Linked DNA regions of Mus musculus: all the other regions are linked to region 2. Evidence: chromatin contacts called from public Hi-C and HiChIP or PLAC-seq data. All regions are on one chromosome and are shown on one strand. The core of a region is the stretch at or near the end of the contact, and the rest is flanking DNA. Distances in the headings are between cores, read along the strand shown.

Region 1 (4,828 bases), core at 308-2,807, 340 kb after region 2:
CAAGTTGGAAAAGGAAATATTCATGTTTCTGCCATGCTGAGAGATTGTTGGATAAGCCCCAAAAGGGTTGGATATGCTCACTCTTACATCACCCAAGTGGATAGGACATGGGCAGATTTGTAGATGGGTCATTTCTGACGATGTTACTGAGTGAATACAAAATGTGCTGCCCTACCGGCTCATGTGTTGTTTGCATGTTTGCCTACCAACTGGTGATGCTATGAGGACATGAGGCCTGGCTGGAGGAAATAGGTCACTTGGATTGTGGGACCTACTCCCATCTTCCTGTCTGTTCTGGAGTGAATACTCTCCCCCTCTGACATGCTCTGGCTGCCATGATAGTCTGTCTTACAACAGCCCAGAATCAGGATAGCCAAAGACTAGGGACTGAAGACCTGAAACCATGAGTGAGATTAATCTTTGCTCACTCTAGCTGTTCTTGCCGGTATTTTACCCTCTGCTAAGCAACAGTAACTGTCAACATGAAAGAATTTAAAATCACCTGGGACACCCTCAGCATGTGTGTATGTGTGTGTGTGGGGGGGTGGGTATCTTGATTGTGTTTCCTGAGTTAGGAAGACCTGCCCACTATGGGTGGTTCATTCCCTACTTGGGATTCTGGGCTGTGTAAGTCAGGAAATGGAATTGAGCAGCTGCCTGCAGGCAATCCTTGCACTGCTTCCTGATTGTAAATGCAGTGTGAGCAGTCACCTCAAGGCCCTGCCACCATGATCTCTCCACCATGATGAGGTATGCCCTTAACTGTGAGCTACAATGAACCCTTCCTTTTTCAAATTGCTTTTGTCAAAGAATTTTATCAAGGCAACAGAAAAGGAGTTAAGACCCTAACTCATACAGTTAAGGTAACAAGTAGTCACTCACCTAATCCATACAAACATTAACAATAGGAAAACACTGCTCCCTGGCACAGGAAGTTTGAGCTCTTCTCTCTGCTCATCAGACCCTTACTATACTCTACCTAAAAGTATCAAACACTTACCTCAATAGACCCAATTGTTATCAATAGTCAGAAGTCAAAGTGTTGCAGTATATATTTTCTAATGTGGTTTAAAAATCTTTAATGTGTTCTCAAATATCATCAGAAATAAGTTATTTTGTCCTAGCTTCTGAATTCTCCAATGGAACCATGCATGAAGAAGTTTAGATAAAACCATGGAGTTGTCCTCTGCGGACACTGGGGAGGATCTAGTGGCCAAACCCCATTTGACTATTGAAGAAGATCCGTCTGAAGATGCCCCCATGGGCTTCAGCTTGCTCACTTCCTCTTTCAGCATCCTCTAAGGTTGTAGGAGGAGTTATCATCTGAAAACAGAAGTCAGTCTCTGAGGCCATCCTGCTTGTGGTGGATCTGGGCTCTACCTCCTGATAGCTAGGAAATATCACTCCATAGCTCTGATCTGGCTTATGTTTGTCTGATTATAAAGAATTATACAAGGATGCATAATCTGTAAAGGAAAAAGGTTTGGAGGCTAAACAGCCAACACGGGGTAGCTTCATCGCTTTGTCCACTGTTGAGGACCTAATGACAATTGTTATCATAAGAGGAGCATGAGAGAAGGGATCCATCTTGTCACCAGAGAGGAAGACAGAGAGCCATTCCCCAGCCAGGCTTGCTTCCTCACGGGAGAAGTAGCCACACCACCTACTTTTAGTCTAAAGACATCGCCTTTGAGGACCAATCACCTTTCATTTGGATCTTCTCAGAGGCTCAACCTCTCTCAGGTTGCCACACTAGGGACAAAGTTTCCAATGCAAGAACTCTTGATGAGCTGTATGTAACCCATAGCATTGTGTTTCCACGGCATTCAAATGCTTCCCCAACTGGGTGGCAAAGGTTAGGTGTGGGAAGTGTCATGATATTAAGCTTTTTCTTCTATCATGTTGGTTTGCTATATATGTGCCTGTGTGTGGGTGTGTGCATGTGTGTGTGTGTGTGTCTGTCTGTGTAGTGTATGTGCCTGTGGTATGTGTGTGTGTGTGTGTGTGTGTGTGCCTGTGTGTGGTGTGTGTGTGCCTGTGTGTGTACCTGTGTGTTGTATGTGTATTTTTGTGCCTGTGTGTGTGTGCCTGTGTGTGTGTGTTTCTGTGTGTGTGTGTGTGTGTGTGTGTGTGTGTGTGTGTGTGTGTGTGCCTATGTGGTATGTGTGTGTGCCTGTGGGGTGTGTGTGTGTGTGTGCCTATGTGGTATGTGTGTGTCTGTCTGTCTGTGAGTCTGTGTGTCTGTGTAGTGTATGTGCCTGTGGTGTGTGTGTGCCTGTGTGTGGTGTGTGTATGTACCTGTGTGTAGTGTGTGTATTTTTGTGCCTGTGTGTGTGTGTGCCTGTGTATGTGTGTGCCTGTGTGTGTGTTTCTGTATGTGTGTGTGTATGTGTGCCTGTGGTGTGTGTGTGTGCCTGTGGTGTGTGTGTGTGCCTGTGTGGTATGTGTGTGTGTGCCTGTGTGGTGTGTGTGTGCCTGTGTGGTATGTGTGTGTGTGTGTGTGTGCCTGTGGTGTGTATGTGTAACTGTAAGCATGCCATGGTGCCCCTGTAGAGGTTAGTTGGTTCTCTCCTTCTACCACGTGGGCTCTGGGGCTCTAACTCATGTCATCAAGCTTGACAGTGAGTACCTTTAACCACCGAGCCACCTCCCTGGCACCACTTGGAAAATTTTTAGGTGATTTATAATGGATGTCAACGTGTCATCAGGAAACAGGAAAGGTATTTGGGATGCCTGCCACATGCCTAAGGTCCACTCAGCCAAGGAGCAGCAACCCAAACATAAAGACTTCCCTGTGGTCACCTAGTCTTACTGAAAACACAAGAAGAACTCACTCACCTCCAGGAGGACAACGTCTATCCCTTTCTTTTGAACTTCTCTTTTTATTGGGAATGATTCTGTGAACAAACGGCAGAATGCAGAGCTGTGAACGACACGAACAAAGAGTGTGGGAATCAGCCTGGAGAGCTGGGCTGGGAGACATGTCATGGAATTCACTGGGCCCGTGTGGAGTTTCACAAAAGAGTGTGAGAATGGAAAGAGTAAAGGCACGCGTGGAAGAGGTGGGGTGCAGGAAGAAAGCATTGCAGTGAGGCATTTGGGTGGCTTCTGGAGAGGGTGGGGCATGCGATGCACTTGGTGGTGCCCTTGATCCGGTGCCTGAGAGTCCCTTGAACACTGTGCTCTGAGATGGGGCTCTCATGGCCCCGAGTGTGGTCCAGGGCGGGCGTGGTAAGCAAAAGCTCCTCCTGTCTGTCAATCTGGCCTCAGTCAGCACTGAACTCCTGGCAACCGGTCAGAGTAAAGGCCAACTGTGCTGCTGAGAAACGATGAGAATGGTGGATCATCCCAGTGAGAAAAACTATAGGGGAAAATACAGACAGCCTAACTGTGTGTGCCTTACTCGGGTATTCATAGACTTGGTTGCCAGAAATTCCACTTTTAAAGCTGTTTCGAAGAGAGAGGTTCACTTTGAGGGTATGACGCACTGAAGCCAGTGTAGGCCCCACAGGAGCCCAGTGAGGTTTGCTCTCCCTAATGTAGAGGACAGGCCTACACATTCCGACTGAGAGCAGTGTTGGATCCCCTAGGCTGGCAGCCTGCCACGTGGGCCCTTTAGCCTCTGCGTGGATGGGTGTCGAGTGCATCCTGTGATAACTGAAGTCTGAGGGGTCAGCACACATCATCATGAGGCCCCGGTAAGGACTGGGATGGGTCAGAGAGCATCAACGGAAGCAGTTGAGGAGGACTGCAGAGAGGCACGTCTGATAACGCTTTTCTGGGTAGCTTTATTTATCGTAACTACGGGGATGGGTTTGCCATAGTCCTCAATCAAACCAGGTTGCATGACAACTTTAAGCTCTAGAACAAACAACAATTTTCAAAATAAAATTTGGAGGGTAGCAGTCAGGACCCAGCAACACGGAAGGATGGGGAGGGTCCTGTAATGGATGGAAACAACTGGTTTCGGGTGGTTGGGAAGTTGTGATCCAGCACACTTCTTGAGAAGTTAGATAATAATCAGCAGACAGACAAAGATTCTAAACTCCCTTTTCGCCCACAACCCTTGTGAGTAAAAGATCCATCTAGTCTCTCCATCCGGAGAGACTGCTACTCAGCAGGCATGCGCCAACAGTCTTCTGTGGCACAGGTTCCAGACATGGACATGACCCCATTCTACACTAACTGACAATGTGCCAGAATCTTAGAACCACCCAGGCAAACAGCAAGTCATGTTTTATGTGAAGTGCTTCTAAATATGCCCATGCGTGTGAGTGTGTGTGTGTGTGTGTGTGTGTGTGTGTGTGTGTGTGTGGCCATGCATGCACATGCATGTGTCCCTGTATATTATACATGCACATGGTGTGGGGTACAGATGGGGTTCAATGACCCTAGGTATATAGACCCTCAGGTACGCCTCACCTTTTGTGGGGGAGGGGTTACAGATGTGTGTAGTATGTGTGCACCTGTGAACGAGTACATGCTGAGACCCTAAGTGGACATAGCTTGTGTTCAATTGCTCTCCACTGCCCAAGCTGAACCCAGAACATGCCAATCCTAGCTGGTCTAGCTAACCAGCCTGCTCTGGTCCTAGCTGGTCTAGCTAACTAGCCTGCTCTGGTCCTAGCTGGTCTAGCTAACTAGCCTGCTCTGGTCCTAGCTAGTCTAGCTAATTCGCCTGCTCTGGGGATCTCCTGGTTATGCCCCCCACATCCTGGGATTACAGCGGCCACCAAACTGGCCTGCCTTTCATCTGGATTTTAAAGAACAAACTCTGGTCCTCATGCATGGACAGTAATCACGTTATCCACTGAGCCACCTCTCCAGT
Region 2 (4,957 bases), core at 1,825-4,324:
AGGGGACGCCCCCTATTGGACGAATGAGGACGTACACCAGAATAGAATCGTCCCACCAGGGGTTCTCAAAACCTTGGCTCTCCCAGTCTCCCTTGCTACCCCTATTAGTGATGTATGGTCTTGTGTAGTCCCGTCCGGCTTTAAACTCACTATGTAGCTGAGAATGACCTTAATTAAGCTTCAACCCTCTCATCTCTCTCTCCCAAGTTCCGGGACTGCAAGTGTGCATCTTTACACAGGCTTTCTGCACACAAGGCAACCTGTATATTGAGCTACATTTCCAGCCCAAGCCCCAGTGCTCTGGACCTCCTGGGCTGGGCTGACACTTTTACCCCGTGTGTTGAGCATTCGGTAGAATCTTCCCACCTGGCACCTGCAAGATGCCGCCGGCGGCACCCAACTTCTTTCCAGTTGTAATAACAGTATCTCCAATCATCCTGTTTGGGAGCCATCCCTAGAGAAACGACGTTTCTTCGTTTTCAGATGGAGTATTTCAAGGGTTAATCTCCCCCCCCCCTTTCTAAATGCAGATTGACACTTGGCTATCCTCTCTCCCCTCTCAGCTGAGTGCCGGGGCTATAAGATTACATATTGGCTAATACTCTCATCTCTAACCCGAAGCTTTGAAAGGAAACAGCTTTTATCTTCTCAGTTACAAGGAGGGGAGGGGATGGTTCGGATCTCCATTGCTTTGCCTGCAAATTTTAATCCTTTAATCGCCTTCCCACTGAAGCTGGGGAGCTGGGCTGAGGATCCACCTGCTCTCCCATTCTAGGTCTTAGGTCTGCTGGAATCCTGGGAAAACTCACTTCCTTCCTGACAGCCAAGGCAACCAGGTTTTGGGCAGAGATAACTTCAGGCTTCTGGGGTTGTAGCTAGGAGGAAGCAGGAGATTGGCCCCTCTGTGGTCCTGTCTCCCTCCTGGCTCCAGAGCAGGTGCTAGCTGTATGCCACAGTTAGAATTTTTATTCTGTCCTCGACGGGACCAAATGGCTTCTTTATGTGGTGGGAAGCTTGCCATTTTGCTTCATGTTCTAGCCTCAGTGAAATAAAAGGAAACAAAATTTCAAAACCAACAATAACAGTATTTCTTTTTGCAGACTCAACGATGGAGCAAAGCTAGCTAATCTTGTATTTTACACGCATTCGCTAAGAGGGGATCTGCCTTTGGCTTTCTTCAGAGTCGGAGGAGAAGGAGGTCCCGACCCCTGTGTTGTGACATCTAAGATTTGTGAGGGTCCAGTTTCCAAGGCTGTTCTTATCTGGGGGACACGACTGTGGGAATCTACCCCTCTCACTGTTAACATTAGGTTGTAAATTATCTGGCTCCAGTATTCTCTAATTGTTTCTCTGGGAAACAGTCCCACTGCATCTTGCCCTTCAGAGGATGTGTGAAAACACGTGTCTGTCTGCCCAGTGCGGGCATTTCGCATGCGACTCCCAACAAGCATTCCATTTGGTCGGAGGTGCTTCTCCATGTGGAACCTGCCACACAGAGCTCCATTTTCACTCAGAGGAGGATGAGAGAGGGTTTGTTTTGAGCCAACTTTGAGTGACATGGCCTGGGGATACAGATTCAGGCTGCCTCAAGAGATGTTCAGTGTCACATTTGAAACCGCTAGTCATAAAGCCAAAGAGGAAGGTGAGGGTTGTACATTTTCAGGTTCATATTTTACTAGAAATTGCACAGAAAGACACAGTGAGAAATTATGTGTGTGTGCATGTGTGTGTGCGTGTATGTGTGTGTGTGCGTGCGTGTGTGTGTGTGTGTGTGTGTGTGTGTGTGTGTGTATAGTGGTTTTTCAAGACAGGGTTTCTCTGTATAGCCCTGGCTGTCCTGGAACTCACTCTGTAGACCAGGCTGACATTGAACTCAGAAATCTACCTGCCTCTGCCTCCCAAGTGCTGGGATTAAAGGCGTGTATCACCAACTGCCCGTCTGAGAAATATATTTTTACCATGGTTTTCTTTAAATAATTTTAATTGTCTATCACTACCACTCTCCAAATCAGGAGCATTTCCTCCCACTGGTAGTTCATATAATTTCTGTTTATTCAGAAGTCTTCTTGGGCTAGCAACATATCTCAGTGGGAGAGTGCTTAAGCCCATACAGAAAGACCTGGGTTCCCTCTCCAGCACTGGATAAACCAGATGTGGTGGTGCAAAGCCTGTAATCACAGCACTCAGGGTGCAGGCAGGGGATTCAGAGGTGCAAGGTGAGCCTCCAGCTATATAAGGAGTTTTAGGCTAGCCTGGGGTACCTGAGGCTTTGTGTCTGTGATACATGAAGGCCATTGTGTTTTTGTCACACCCTAGATGCTCCAGCTGTCTAGTGGGCTGCTATAGCTCAGTGGTGAAGCCCAGTCCTGGGAGCTGGCCCCTCGCTTTGCTCACGAATGACTTGGGTGATTATAGACTCTGGTTTTCTCATCATAAAACAAGAAAGAGATTATTGGCTAAGACGTGAGCAAGGTACATCGCTTTTAATACCAGATGCACTATATATAGCCTACAAACATTGTTTAAAACAAAAGCCCAAATTCTCCAGTGATGAGAAAAACTACCATAAAAACATTAACACAGAGAGCTTCCCCTTGAAGGCTGTATAAATAATACAAGCTTATTGTAAACAGGGTTTTTGTAGAGTCAGGAAGGACATAGAAGACAGTCTTTATTGCTCCTTCTTTCAGACAATGGGAGTGTAGACTTTCAGCTTCTTCAAATTTGCCTGTGTGCGTGCCTTAAGATTTCTATCGTGAGTCAGAAAGAGGAAGCTGACTGTTAACAAAATGTTTTGTTGGGGGTAAGGGTGAAAGCTTCAAGAAGTTTAAATGTTCCTGAAAGAAGATATGCTCCTAAGCCAGTGGTTCTCAACCTGTGGGTCATGATGCCTTTCGGGGGACGGTTTCAAAGGACCTTATCACAGGATCACCTAAGACCATACAAAAACACAGGTATCTACATTTCAATATAGAACAATAGCAAAATTACAGTTATGAAGTAGCAACACACACAATTTTACGGTTGGGGTCACCACAGCATGAGGAAGTCTATTAAGTGTCTCAGCGTTAGGAAGGTTGGGGAGCACTGAAGACTGACTTGTGTATTGTGTGCTGAGGCCTAGCCTGCCCACAGCCTCTCTCTCTGTCACCAGTGAAGCTCCAAAATTTGCTGTTGTCTGCTCTTCAGGCATCTCACGAGAGATGGGGAGAGAGAGGCTCATGGAGCTGTATGCCCTGTGGAACACAGAGCCTACGCTTAGATTGCTCTGGAAAAGGAGGTGGACTCTACCTGACCGTGTAACACAAAGCAAGCTCCCTTGGCGGCTTCTTCATGGCCATGGGACCTGTGGACATTCTCAGTGCTCCTCCTACTGGGACTCTCCTCTGACTCACAGACCCAATGGAGAATGTTCAGGACGGTGAGGCCCATGGCCTTCCTGACCTTCAGAGCACTGTGCCACCAATCCACAGAGTCTTGCTTTCTGGGGTTTCCTACAAGGACACGAGGTTGGCCTTACAGCCCCACGGTGGCCGAATCCCCGTGGCCTGGAATAGGGCTACTGGATGTTGCCTTGGGCAGAGCTCAGCATCTTTTGCTCTCTTGGAGGATTTGAACTCGTTGGTAGTTGGATGTGTCTTATTAAAATCCCTGGTCATGAGGGATTAGGGATATGGTTTCACGTGGCTCGTGAGCTCTATTTTACCTGGGGAATTCATTCCTTTTGTTTTGTTGATTTTTTTTCCTCTCTGCATTTTTGGCTATACTGAGGTAATACTGGGAGCACCGAGGTTGCTTACATGTGGAAGGCAAGGCCAGTGTGTAACTATGTGATCTATGCTAGTGATGTGCTTGCCCTGCGATGAGAAGGAAGTGGGGACAGACAGGTTTTGAAATTTCCTTTGAGGTTGCGTGTAGATTATCTAGGGAATGAATTTGTTTCCCAAGTTTGCACCAATCCAAAAAACCTGGAAAAAGCACATAGTTCCACGTTGGGGGTGGAGGGGATGCACAGATAACGTAATGAGAGAGCTTGGAGCTACTTTGCCCAAGGGAACAACAAAGTCATGGAGAAGCCTGAGCTAGGCTAGTTCAAGGACAGCCTGGAGACATACAGAGGTCAGCAAAGGGTCATGGGTCCACAGAGCCAGGCTAATGGTTCATGTTCTCCTTGATGCAGGGGGAAGGGACTGCTGGTTTGAGGTCTCATCAATGTATCAGAATCCCTGCAGGCAGGCCCAAGGTTTTGATATTGCTACAGTGCGATTTTGTCATCTACAAAGTTCACACTGAGAACCTCAAGTTACAAAAAAAAAAGTCACACACAAAAAGTATCATAATACTTAAGCTTACTGTTTTCCTTAGGCTACATACAGAGCTATCCTAGGCTACATACAGAGCTATCCTAGGCTACATACAGAGCTATCCTAGGCTACATACAGTCATGGCAGCATCCTAGTCTATACACAGCTAACTTTGCTCAAGTGAACAACAGAGTCTAGGCAGTGTTCTAGGCTACATACAGCCAATGGCATGCAGGCTATAATACCTGGCAGGTATCGGAGTATTGCATCTTTATATTAATCTTTACAAGGATGGTCCCCAGCAGGAGGACCCTGCTCTGCAGAGGAAGAAGCTGGTGCTCCAAGGCAGACTCATTTCCTGGCTATCAAGGAATGTAGGTTGGAAATAAGGCTGAGCACGCCCTCTGACTATGATTGTCTGGAGCCAAGGAGATGCATCAGTGGGGGAAGTGGTCACCGGCAACCTTGAAGAACTGAGTTTGTCTTCCTGGATCCTGCATGAAAAGCTAGATAAGATAGCGGGTGCTCGTGTGTGTGTGTGTGTGTGTGTGTGTGTGTGTGTGTGTGTGTTCGTGCTATCCCAGATCTCCTGAAGTGAGATAGGAATCAAAGAGAGGGGATTCTCCGTAGGTTCACAGACCAGCTCACCTGGG
Region 3 (4,597 bases), core at 1,942-4,441, 410 kb after region 2:
GGCAGGGGAGCCGCCTCTGTTACCTTCAAAAGGTGGCTTTGTGGTGTTTCCTGGAACCGTGCACCTGAGAAGGAGAAAACAGCCCATTCGTCTCAGTCTTTGGTAAAGTGAGTGCCCCAGGCTGAGGGTTAACTTAAATCCATTTAAACTAAGCTTAGGGCGACACTCCTTGAGCACCTACTAGGTGTGAGACAAGTACACTTGCAGCATTGAATTCCTCACAGGGCCCCATGAGCTGTGTTCTCACAATAACCCTTCTACATAACATGCAGAAGCAAAGGAAATTACCTGGGGTCAGGCTGCAGGGACAATGCTGGCCCAATTCAAACAGAAGCACTCACTGGGATACAGAGCCCAGTGTCTAGCTGCAGAGGTTACATGTGGGTTTTAAGGACGTCAATGTGGGGCTGGGGATGTCACTGCTTTGATAAGATGCTTGCCTAGCATGCACAAAGCCCTGGGCTGGATTTCCAGCACTGTCAAAACTGGGCTTGGTGGTATATACCTATAGTCGTGGTACTCAGGAGGTGGATGCAGGAAGATCAGAAGCCTCAGGCCAGCGTGGGCTACATGAGAAACTGGTCTCCAAAACCAAAACCAAACCAAAACAGTACAAAAGATTGTCTCTATGACTCTCAAGGAAGTCAAGCCTTTTGGAGCCAAAAGCTTGCCATGGCTCCCATATCCTGAGGACAGTAGGGTCAGCTCTGAGAGGGCACTGTTCCCTGTCTTGGACTGCTCTGGTGTCCCTAGATGCAGTCAGTGGCCTAAGTTCTCTCCAGGGCAGGCCGTGCTTCCTGTCTTACTGTCCACACATTCAGGCTCTTCCCCACCACAGCTGCCCTTTGAGGGAGACTTTGTCTTCCCCTAGGCTCCCACAGGGGGCCTATGCTTCCCCAAGCCAGTAGCACCCCAGCCTGAACGTCCAACCTGGCCCTCTCAGCATGCTGGGGACAGTCAACCCCGCTCAGTGTTCCACAGTAATCCGTGGCTTTTATCAGTCTTTAGATCCCTCAGACATAGAAGGAGGTGACATTTTGGACATCTTTGTGACCAAAGAGGTATCTAATAGGGATAATTTCATGTTATGTCTTGTGTCTTTGTCCTGAGAACATCCCATGAAAATCTTAAAGAGGAGTTTGTGGAAGTTGTTCACATCAAACCCTGCGTTTGTCTGACCTTGACCTGGAAGGCAGCTCTAACTTGTCTGAGATTCTTTCCTGACCCCATGCTTACATAGGCCCTGAGACCTAGAGAGTGAAGAGAATTAGTCCACAGGATGTCCCATCACCAGGATGTCCTTCAAAAATATAGGAGCCTCTGGGAGCCAGCACCCACATGGTCCTGGCTGTGACCTCTGACCCTGACCAGGGTTTGCACAGAGCCTATACCAAACCCTTCATTTCATTATTTCTGTGGTTGAAATAAAGACTCTAGCCAGAAGCAGTTGACTCAGCTGTGACAGCAAGTGGGCCTGCGAACAGGACCTTCCTGTCATCGCCTGCCAGTCACACAGCAAGCATTGATATGCTTCCCGAGGGAGGAGGGCTTGGGCATGGTAGAGCTTTCTCTAGAAACATTTATCACCTCGAAAGTCTGGCGGCCCATCCTGCGATCCCGCTGTGGGGCCTTGGTCCCACTGAGTCCTGAGGTTTGCCGGTATGGTGTGCTTTCTCCCTTTGAGCCACACTTGTTTCAGAGGCTCCTCTCTTGCCTGATGTCCGTGCCAGGGATTACTATATTCTCGCCAATTCCCTTCCGGTCTCGGCTGGCCCCCAAGGGAGGATACCTTAGCGATGAGTCCCCCTGCCAGCTCCAGCGGCTGGCTCTGAGAGACTCTCTCTGTAGATGCTGGGCGCTGCCAGCCTCTAATTGTTGCTGTGCAAACATCTTGATGGGAAGAAATTAAAAGGTGCTCAAGCTAATTATTATCCCGTAATAAAAAACAGTAATAAAATAATAAAGCTCCGTTGGAGAAGGCCAGGGCCCTGCTTTGCCTGCGCAAGGCTATGATGATAGACTGGGAAATCAAAACCCAAGGCTCTCGGAAGGCACTTCGAAGCCCCGCTAGCCCTCCTTATGATCTTTCTGCACGTCTGTGTACACTCCAGAGCCAGACCAGCCAGGTGCCCCTGCTTCTCATCTGCCTTCCCTTTTCCTCATAGTGGTGTCTGCTGTTACCTTCAGTCAGAACTTAGGACTTGCCTGGGGAGTCTTCCAGCAACCCATAATGGCAGACTCTGAACTGAAAATCAGGACAGAGTTAACACACCAGCTACTTCTGTGTGAGTGGCAGGTTTGACTCTAAACAGTCATAGAGGTCACAGTGATCTTGGACATGTGCACGTGTGCGTGCTGCGTACATGCACACGTGTACACACACACTCACAAGACACAAACGACACACACACACATACCACACCCCCCCACACACACACACTCACAAGACACAAACGACACACACACATACCACATCCCCCCCCACACACACACACTCACAAGACACAAACGACACACACACATACCATATCCCCCACACACACACTCACAAGACACAAACGACACACACACATACCACATCCCCCCCCCACACTCACAAGACACAAACGACACACACACATACCACATCCCCCACACACACACTCACAAGGCACACACTAACAAGACACACAATCACAAGACACACACACCACACCACACCCCCACACACACACACCATACCTCACACACACACACCACACCATTAGCAGCAGGAAGGTACTAACCGTTGGCATGATTCCTCCCTGACGCCTTTTGCCTCTGCTCTTAACTCCTGTAATCAACAAAGGAAAGACACATAATTCAGCTATTGGAGTGGAGACTGGTTCAACTTTTGTCTTGAAGAGAGTGTCAGACTAAGCAGCCCGAGTCATGGCTTTCTGGGGAGCACAGCCACTCTCTGTTATGGATTAATTGGCCTATATTCAGGGTCGGTGTCGCTGATGGTTCGTCCTCATTGTCAACTTAAGGGAAAGAGGACGCACCATAGAAATGCACCTCTGGATAGGTCTATGAGGGTGTTTGCGGAATAAACATGTTAAAGAGAGAGGGCCCACTCTGCTTGTAGGCAGCATGTTCTGATGAGAGTGGGCCAAGTCTTGACAAAAGGAAAAAGTGAGCTGAGCCCGTCACCCATGTCCCTCTGCTTCCTGACTGTGGACACAGTGGGCACAGCTGCCTCGGGCTCCTGCTGCCAGGCCTTCCTGGACGAGTTTCACGGTACCCACAGACTGAGCTAAATAAATGTTTCCTTCCTTCCTTAAGATGCTTCTGTCCAGTGTTTGTCACAGCAACTAGAAGATTAACTAGAACAGTAAAGTCACAGGACGAGCCCTAAGAATTAGTCCATTTCCCCCAGGCCTGGGGACACGTGTGCTCTGTTATCAGCTCCAAAGGACATTTTTTGAAGGGACTACATATGTGTAGACAGGCATCTTCTTGTTTTACCCCAAGATAGTATTTAATACTGTCCTTTTTAACAGTCAAAGGAATATTTTTACATTAAATTTATTGTGCGGTATCTGTGTGCATGTGTCCATACATGTTTCTCTGTGCCTGTGTCTATGTGTGTATGTCTGTGTCTGTGTGTCTGGGTGCTGAGTGTGGGTACATGGGTATGTCTGCATGTGTGTGTGTGTGTGTGTGTGTGTGGGCATGTGTGCTTGTGGGTCAGTATATCTGTGTATGTACGTGTTCTGTGTCTCTTTGTGTGTCTGGGTGTCTGGGTGTGTGTCTCTGTGTGTGTGTTTGGGTGTGTGTGTCTCTATGTGTCTGGGTGTGTATGTGTGTCTCTGTATGTCTATGTATGTGTGAATGTATGTATGTGTGTGTTTGTGTGTATCTGTGTGTCTGGGTGAGTGTGTGTCTGTGTGTGTGTGTCTGTGTGTGTGTGTCTCTGGGTGTGTGTGTCTCTGTGTATGTGTCTCTGTATATGTGTCTCTGTATATGTGTCTGTATGTGTGTCTGTGTGTGTGTGTGTGTCTGTGTGTGTGTGTGTGTGTGTGTGTGTGTGTGTGTGTCTGTGTCTGTGTGTCTAGGTGTATGTGTATCTGAGTATGTGTGTCTCTCGTGTGTGTGTGTGTGTGTGTGTGTGTGTGTATTTGGGTGTGTGTTTGGGTGTGTGTGTCTGTGTCTCTGTATCTCTGTGTGTGTGTCTGTGAGTCTGTGTATGTTTCTGTGTGTGCTTGTGTGCCTGTGTGTCTGTGTGTGTGTGTGTGCCTGTGTATCTCTGTGTGTGTGTGTGTGTCTAGGTGTATGTGTATCTGTGTATCTGAGTGTGTGTGTGTGTCTCTCTGTGTGACTGGGTGTGTGTTTGGGTATGTGTATCTGTGTCTCTGTATCTCTGTGTGTGTGTCTGTGAGTCTGGGTATGTTTCTGTGTGTGCCTGTGTATCTGAGTGTGTGTGTGTCTCTGTGTGTCTGGGTGTGTGTGTCTGGGTGTGTGTGTCTGTGTGTGTGTGTTTGGGTGTGTGTGTGTCTGTGTCTCTGTATCTCTGTATGTGTGTCTGTGAGTCAGGGTATGTGTCTGTGTGTGCCTGTGTGCCTGTGTGTGTGCCTGT

The links. A called contact is a pair of places that touch in the nucleus more often than the background predicts. HiChIP or PLAC-seq counts read pairs in DNA pulled down with a chosen protein or histone mark.
Region 1: a Hi-C map of the G1E-ER4 cell line shows a contact between it and region 2, with 1.7 times the contacts expected there. The contact joins two enhancer-like sites. A contact is called at or near these places in 3 of 484 Hi-C or Micro-C datasets (the G1E-ER4 cell line, the HPC-7 cell line and bone marrow-derived macrophages) and 2 of 115 datasets of contacts at active chromatin or transcription factors (the 230-238 cell line and the HPC-7 cell line).
Region 3: an H3K27ac HiChIP or PLAC-seq map of the HPC-7 cell line shows a contact between it and region 2, with 7 times the contacts expected there. The contact joins two enhancer-like sites. A contact is called at or near these places in 2 of 484 Hi-C or Micro-C datasets (the G1E-ER4 cell line and the HPC-7 cell line) and 1 of 115 datasets of contacts at active chromatin or transcription factors (the HPC-7 cell line).

Annotation. Positions count from the first base shown.
Region 1 is chr16:92,870,705-92,875,532 of GRCm38.p6, reverse strand. No RefSeq gene overlaps it. Among named protein-coding and RNA genes, the nearest start is that of Runx1, 47 kb to the right of the region's middle. Within about 2 kb of position 1,557, at least 70 of the 459 cell types and tissues checked have an H3K27ac peak or open chromatin away from gene starts, as enhancers often do. A contact at or near this core is called in the G1E-ER4 cell line, the HPC-7 cell line and bone marrow-derived macrophages, where this site is marked.
Region 2 is chr16:93,213,653-93,218,609 of GRCm38.p6, reverse strand. No RefSeq gene overlaps it. Among named protein-coding and RNA genes, the nearest start is that of Gm30530, 22 kb to the right of the region's middle. Within about 2 kb of position 3,074, at least 28 of the 459 cell types and tissues checked have an H3K27ac peak or open chromatin away from gene starts, as enhancers often do. A contact at or near this core is called in the G1E-ER4 cell line, the HPC-7 cell line and bone marrow-derived macrophages, where this site is marked.
Region 3 is chr16:92,806,590-92,811,186 of GRCm38.p6, reverse strand. The region is part of intron 2 of Runx1 (runt related transcription factor 1); the gene reads left to right. Among named protein-coding and RNA genes, the nearest start is that of Runx1, 17 kb to the left of the region's middle. Within about 2 kb of position 3,191, at least 20 of the 459 cell types and tissues checked have an H3K27ac peak or open chromatin away from gene starts, as enhancers often do. A contact at or near this core is called in the G1E-ER4 cell line and the HPC-7 cell line, where this site is marked.